Regions from separate parts of the Mus musculus genome. Here region 1 is linked to region 2. Evidence: chromatin contacts called from public promoter capture Hi-C data. All regions are on one chromosome and are shown on one strand. The core of a region is the stretch at or near the end of the contact, and the rest is flanking DNA. Distances in the headings are between cores, read along the strand shown. Region 1 overlaps Ssbp3 (single-stranded DNA binding protein 3). Region 2 overlaps Ssbp3 (single-stranded DNA binding protein 3).

Evidence for each region. Capture Hi-C pulls out chosen DNA fragments and counts their contacts.
Region 1: a promoter capture Hi-C map of pancreatic islet shows a contact between it and region 2. The contact joins two enhancer-like sites. A contact is called at or near these places in 2 of 39 promoter capture datasets (cranial neural crest and maxillary cranial neural crest), 4 of 484 Hi-C or Micro-C datasets (3T3-L1-derived adipocytes, the HPC-7 cell line, liver and 1 more), 1 of 115 datasets of contacts at active chromatin or transcription factors (embryonic stem cells) and 3 of 9 other capture datasets (adipose tissue, liver and pancreatic islet).

Annotation. Positions count from the first base shown.
Region 1 is chr4:107,033,874-107,037,331 of GRCm38.p6, forward strand. It overlaps Ssbp3 (single-stranded DNA binding protein 3), which reads left to right. Exons shown (of 18, transcript NM_023672.2): 10 at 3,063-3,127. Among named protein-coding and RNA genes, the nearest start is that of Gm12786, 8.4 kb to the left of the region's middle. Within about 2 kb of position 1,993, at least 16 of the 459 cell types and tissues checked have an H3K27ac peak or open chromatin away from gene starts, as enhancers often do. A contact at or near this core is called in pancreatic islet, where this site is marked.
Region 2 is chr4:106,954,186-106,957,750 of GRCm38.p6, forward strand. The region is part of intron 4 of Ssbp3 (single-stranded DNA binding protein 3); the gene reads left to right. Among named protein-coding and RNA genes, the nearest start is that of Ssbp3, 44 kb to the left of the region's middle. Within about 2 kb of position 1,811, at least 86 of the 459 cell types and tissues checked have an H3K27ac peak or open chromatin away from gene starts, as enhancers often do. A contact at or near this core is called in pancreatic islet, where this site is marked.

The DNA.
Region 1 (3,458 bases), core at 743-3,242, 80 kb after region 2:
AGATACTGGTCTCTTCTGACTCGACTCTCACTCCTGTCTGCAAAGTGGGTTGCCAAGAGGTGACAGCTTGTGAGGCAGGGCACCAAAGTGGCTGTGGACACTCTGTTCCCCTTCTGATGATGTACACTCTGTTTCTTGGCCGAGGCAGTTAGTTGGGAGAGCCAGCCTCTCAGGAAGCCTAATTGAACACCGCTGTATGAGTCCTGTTATACTGTGAGACCAGACATAGGGGGATGACGTCACTTGTATGATTTCTTGGTGAGGTATCAGAATGTATTTGACCACTGATCACTCTAGAACTTTCTGGAAGGGGTTGGGAAACAGCTATAGTGTAGTCTGAGAGCTATTTTATAGGTAGGCTGCCACTCTAGTTTTGACCCTGTATCCTGTTTCAGTCCAAAGGCGTGAACAGTCAGTTACCCCCTGTCATTTTCCTCTAGGGCCTGCGATGGTTTTAGTGTGCAGTGGGAAAGAGGCAGTACTTCATGGGAGTCTGCATGAGGCCCTGAGGGCCCTTCCTGTTGTCCACATTCTGCAGAAGGAATTCAGTCAAAACTAAATCTTGGTCATATTGGGTAAAGCACGTTGAAGACTCCTGGAGGCCAGTGGGCACCAACCAACCCAGGGTTACAGCCTTAGCAATTCTGGCCGTGCTAGAATCACACCACCATCTTGGTTGGTCTATATTTTCACAAGTTCAGGTAGAGGATATTCTTGATTCTCCAGGGACAGTCCCCCAAAGACCCAAGGCTGGTGCAAGCTCGGAACTCTGGAAGGACCATTAGTCCTGTGCAGAGCATCCTGGGCTAAGTGAGGGAGTGAGGCAGGCACTGGGGACCCTCTTGTCAGGCCTCCTACTGCCCAGGAGACTGCGTTATAACTTCAAGTTTCTCTACAGGTGAGTCTAGTGACAGATGGCTCTGTTTGAAGGTAAAGCTAAAACAGGGCAGGTGACAGGAAGCATGAGGAAGAGTCCACTTTGCTGTAGATACCAGTCATGACCCCCTAGTCCAACCCAGCTGTGGAGTAGGCACCTCTGTTCTCCAGGAGTGAGAAAGGGGCCCGTGCTCATAAGGGGGAGGGACAGCTCCCGTTCAGTCCCCAGTCACCTCCAGCGGATCCAGAACCTGGGTACTGATCTTCCATCCCCATATCAGAAGCTGTTGCTTCTGACTGAAAAATCTTAGACCCCAAACCTGGTTTCAGCTAAGCTCCCATTCCTGTCTTGCTTAACTAAGTGGCTGTGGGCACATATCTGGCTTTTCTGGGCCTCCAAGTTGTCTTCTGTGAAGTGGGAGGTGTGTGGAGTAGCCCTTCTGACTTTACATCTATAGGAGGGAGACTTACTATGGCTCTATGCAGGATACCCCCTTGTTAGCAAGCAGGATAGGGTTGGAATCCTGTCTGTGTCTCCCTTCAGGCAGCATGCTGCAAATCTGGCCTTCTTTTGACCAACACTTTGTGTGGTAGCAGCATCCTGACTCCTTTAGCCCTGGAGTATGACACTTGCCTCCTCCAGTGAGAAGGGCATTTAGATCTTTCTCATACACCAGTTCTCATGGGCCATAATGAACTGGCTTACTGTGAGGGGCAGAATCAAGTAGAAGCATTCTGGGTCTGCTGCTGTCATCAAGTAACTGTAAACCCACCTCAGAACCAACACTTTGCAATCAGCATGGGTCTCTCTAAGGCCGAAGGCAAATAGGCTCTGTGTCCCTGTGTTATAGACTAAACAGGGTTGTGAACCTGCAGGCACAACCTGGCAACAGGGCCTTGTCCCAGGTTAGCACCTAACTATTCCTTTCCTTCTGTGCCTCATTTTGTAATCTCTAAGGGAGTTGCTATGACTATTAAACATCTGTGTACACATAAAACATGTGACACAGCTTTATCCTCCATAGTAAGAATTGTCGTTTGTGTAGCCGGAGTCAACACCAAGTGGCCAAGCTGAGGTGAGCTGTCTTGTGACCTCTGTTTACCATCCAGGTTGTCTAATCAGAACAGGCCCAGGGAGTGAGGCGCTGTGTGAGCTGGCTGTAGCCAGTCCTAGTCCTCCCTGTAGGCCTCACTCCTTGCCAGCCAGCTGATGTCATTGCCTATATTCTGTCCAGGTAGTCTTGTAGACACGAGGCCTCCATGAGTGGCCTAGCAGAAGAGGGCTCCCTCAGTGGTGAGGTTGAGGAGACAGTTCTTTGTGACATCACCTGTTTTAGCCCAGTGTTACCTCTGTGCTGGTCTGACCCAACACTGCCCCTGGTTTTCACCTTCTTCCTGCCAGAGGTTTGGGAAAGATCCAGCGTGTGTGAGTGAGACTCTGGTCTCCCACCCGTTAGCTGATCTGGCCAACTGCTCCCTCTCAGACCTGCAGTCCCGCCTTTTGTAAAGTGGGACCAGCTTCAGAAGGTTGTTACAGGGACAGAGCAGGCGAAGTCTAAGGTCACTGTGTGCCCAGCAAGATGTGTCTCACATTGGAGCCTCTCACCAACCTGCTGCTCTCAGATGCCCACAGGGCCAGTGCCCAAACAGTTGTCGCGCTTTGTTCTCCTCTGCCAGTCACTGAGCACCCTGGGTTGTAGAGTTGGGGGTGTAGCCACAGAGACACTGTCCTGCCATATTTACCCTCAGAGTACAGCAGTGGGGGAGGAATGGCCCTGTGACTATAGGGGAGGCTATTGAGCATTCTCAGCCAGAGGCAAGGTGGGTGGTTCCCTCTGTTGCCTTCTCCCTCAGTCTGATGTGACTCTGATCACCAGTCAGCATTGGGCTTGGTAGCAGAGTCAGTCTGCCTAACTGCTGAGGCCTGTGGGACGGGAATGATGGCAGCTTGCTGATCAGACAGGGTTTAGGGAGAATCATCGTGAAGCCCCCGCCAACGCATTGACTGTTGTGACTGTCCCTCTGTGCTGGCTTGTCATTGTGGTCCTGTCTGTTCTGAAAGTACGTGTGATTTTTTTCTCATCAGGCTGTCGTCACAGACTAACCCTCTCACTTATATTCTGTGTTTGTCTCCCTCCCGGTTCCCCTTCTCCCCCTCATAGACTGACCCTTGGTTATCGTTGCAGAATTACGGCAGCGGCATGAGACCACCACCCAACTCCCTCGGCCCCGCCATGCCTGGGATTAACATGTAAGGCAAATAGCCCCGGCCGGTGCCTCAGAGCCCATGGCCTCCCCACCCACTGTTGGACCCCAGAAGACAATCTTACCCCTCACTGGTGCCCCTCTGGACCTCTGTTTCCTCACCCTTAGGGTGAGAGCTGTGTCTTACACTGGATTGTGTGCTTGGCACAGTTAGCCACCTTGTGGTCACCAGGCTACTCCTACAAGGTGTGGTTACTCCCTGCCTGTGATGAGGTCACTGAGGCCAGAGAGGTAGAGTGACTTCCTTAGGCTTGCACAGCTTCAATGGCTGATTCAAGATTTAATCCTTATGCAAATAAGCCCTGATATTTAGTGCT
Region 2 (3,565 bases), core at 561-3,060:
TGTCTGTGGGGATGCAGGTGGGGATGCAGCAGTAGGCTGCCTGCTCTGCTTGGCTCTGCCTGTAGCCCTCCCGGCAGCAGCCATCCAGCGAGAGCAGCTCCAGGCTGCTAGGGATCTGGGTCACTAGTGTGTCTTTAGAGGTTAGACTGGACAAACCCTTCATTCACCAGCAGGAAAAACGGAGGCCTAGGGAATGGGGGCAGACCTTTCTCCCCTTTCCTGTCTCAGGGTTAGTAACCAGGCTTCTTGTGCCAGAGCTCTCTCTGCCTTAGAGAGAGACCATAGTTTCTGAGAAGTGGTCTGCATAGAAGCTCTGAAACTGCCATTACTTTGCCTGGGCCAGATGGGCACCCTTGAGCTCAAGGCCTCTGTATCCAGATGCTAAGGGTCCAACAGCAAGGCAGATATGGAACCAGATGTCAGAGTCTGCCCAGTAAGAAGCTCCCTAAGGGTAGACAGGTGATGAGTCTTCATTCTTGTGTTTACAGTACCTGACATACAGTAAGTGCTCATTGAGGACTTGTTCAGTGAGCAGAAGGATTTGGATAATAAGACCTAACAATGAATGAGCTTGGTGGTAACCCACCCATCTGGTGGGTTAAAATGAAACAAAACAAAACAAAAAAAACCAACTCTTTTTTTTTCTTTCTTTTATATCTCAAAGGCATTCTTAGAGCTCCTCCCTAAAGACCGACCATCCCCATTCCCGGATGGCATACTCTCTGTTTTGCCTTGAGGGGAGTCCTTCCTTGAAAGCTGCCTCTTGGTGTCCGACAGCCAACTTGCTGAGTTCACGCCTGAGATTCCTGCTAATACGCTCCCTTCCTATCCCGGGGGGGGGGGGGGATATCCTTCCTTCTCCTTTCCCCTCACCCCATTGCCTCATTTTAAGTTCCCTCTGAATTTGATGGAATGATCTGCAGGGCAGGGCTGGGTGATGGTGGACCTTCTCTAATCTACCATCCCTTGTCCAGTGCTGTGCCTGCAAGGTGCTCATTAGCATCTTAATTCACTGGACTGGATTTTGTCCCAGGTATCCATCTGTATGGGACCCAGAGGCCGACTGAGGGTTGCTTAGCATCCTGGCCCCGAACCTTTCCTCAAGAGAGAAGTGAACTTGCTGAAGCAGAGCCCATCCCCATGGTTAAGTCAAGTCCCTTGCTTTCTGAGTGAGGTGTAGATGTGCACCCGCACAGCGCTCTCACCGTCAGCACAGTGTGCCAGGTGCACCGAGCAGACTTGGGCAGGTCTCTCTCAGATTCAAACTCAAACTGTGGTCCTGGGTTGCCAGCCACTTTCCTTGATCCCTTGATCTTTCTCCTTCCTAGGGACCATTTGGTCCACTGGCTCAGCCACAGGCCTGACTGCATCCTTGGAGCGATAGAGTGAGGCTATGGGACCTCTTCTCCCTTCATCCGTTTATGAACTTCCTCCCTTCACATAGAAGGGGCTGAGGAAAGTCCTTGTACAGTTGGTTGGTTGGAGGCTTATGAACGAGTTGTGAATGTGGGGAGAGGAGGGCTGCCCTGCCGTGGAGGAGGGAGGGCTGCCCAGCTGTGGAGGAGGGTGCGGCTGGGTGCTGGGCTTGGGAGGATGCTGAAGATGACTTGCAGGAGTCGGGGAGTGCAGGAGGAGAGGCATGCGGCTATGGCAATACCACAGCACGGCCTATGCCCAGGCTCTGCCTGTGGAGTGGGAGCGCCTGCAAGGAGACTGGGGGCTTGTTTGGCAGCCGGCGCCTATCAGACAACTGGAAAGTGCCAGTGCTTGCGGGCCATCTGTCCCCTGCGCCTAACTCCCAGCCACCTTCTGCTTACCACAGAAGGGCCCGGCAGTTCCACAGCACAAGGGCGAGGTGCCTGCTGGGAGGGGCAGACAGCTTTCCATTTTGCTTTTGTTTAGTACCATCCTCCTTGTAGCTCCTGGTGCTTTGGTGTTGCCAGGTGTGTGGAAAGTTTGCAGGCTGCTGTCAGCCAGCCTTTTGGTGGAGAGCTGGTGGGAGAAAAAGGTGGGTGTGTAAGTGGCCTGTTCACTCTCACTACTTGTTTGCCCAACTGTGGACTCTGGTCCTTGCCTGGCTGCCTGCCGTTTTCCCATTCTCTGCTTTAATTGTAGGAGTATAGCCAAAGCAGGCCAACACTTGGGATTTGGGTTGTGCTGTGCACCACCCCTCTTCCAGCTACTAAACGGGTTAAAAATTATGGGGAAGTTCAGTCGACACTTGCAAGATATGGTTGCCGTAGCAACAGGCCTTCTAATCTGGTAGGTGACCCGAGAGACTGGAGAAGATGTAGGGGTTGGTTTGGCATTTCATCATTTCATGAGGCTGCCTCTCCAGCTGGTTTCTTTGCTGAGCTAAAGCTTGCTGTTCCTGCCGCCAGAATTGCTGGCACATTCCAAAACAACAGTTCGGATGGCGTGAGCAGTGTTCATGGGGGTTGGCCAGACTCTGTGGAAGAGAAGGAGCTCAGGGGAGGAGAGTCTTTGTGTGGGACAGCCCTCCATACAAAGAGATGGCCTGGGTAGTGGGCGTGTCTGGCTCACTCTCCTTATCCATTAGCCCCTTGGAACAGCATGTCTATCTAGTAAATGGATTTGTTTTTTAACGTGTGTTTATGTCTGTGCTGGTATGTATACATGTGTGTACATGTATGGAGACCAGGGGACAGCCTTGAGTTGTCATCTTCAGACCTGTTCATTCCTTACTTGAGTCAGGGTCTCTCATTGGCCCATTTGGCTCACCAGGTCATCCCTTGGGGGCTCATCAGTTAGGGTAAGCTGGCTGGCCAGCAGTCCTCAGGGACTCCTGTCTCTGCCTCTCTAGCATTGGGATCACATGTGAACATCACCAGGCCAACACTTTCAGGTGAATTCTGAGGCTCACATGTGGGTGCTAATGTTTACCGACTGAGATATCTCCCCAGATCCTGAATCCCATTTGATGTTCTGTTTTGTAATTGCCTTGAGAGGGACTAGTTCTTTAAGGAAACTTGAAAGGTCTTCCTCTAGTTTGCCAAGAATCTTCCTTAAATTTGGGGGCTTCTTTGAGATGGAGGACCCAGTTGTCATGTTTGTGTTCTGGCCTCATCTTCTCGTGTCACCTCTAGATGGGTTTTGTCCAGACATTTGGTTCACTTGGGCCTATGAGGTTTCTCATGTCTGCCAGGTACCAGACATAGTCCAGCAGTGCCGGGTAGTGCCTGGGTTCTACCATTCTCTTGCAGTCGTTGTCTGTAGCATATTGCAGGCACGGCAGAGAGGAAGCAGTCCTGGCCTGAGCCTCCCAGTTCATGATGAGGGACTTAAGGAAGAAGGGCAGGTGGAGAGAGCGGCACACCCTGCTCCACCTCGTGCTTTAGGACTGTGTCAGGGGAGCCATTCATGGGGCCCAGTGTGTCTCACGTTGTGTGGAGTGAGTGGGTGTTGTGCTCTGTGGTGGGGACATCTTATTCAGGTTACATGGGTCTTGAGTGTTTTCATTGTTAATCATCCTCTGGTCTGCAGAGGGGAAAAGGCAGAGGAGTTACCTGTGCTGATTATCTTGGAGCTGCTAAGATGGTAGCTC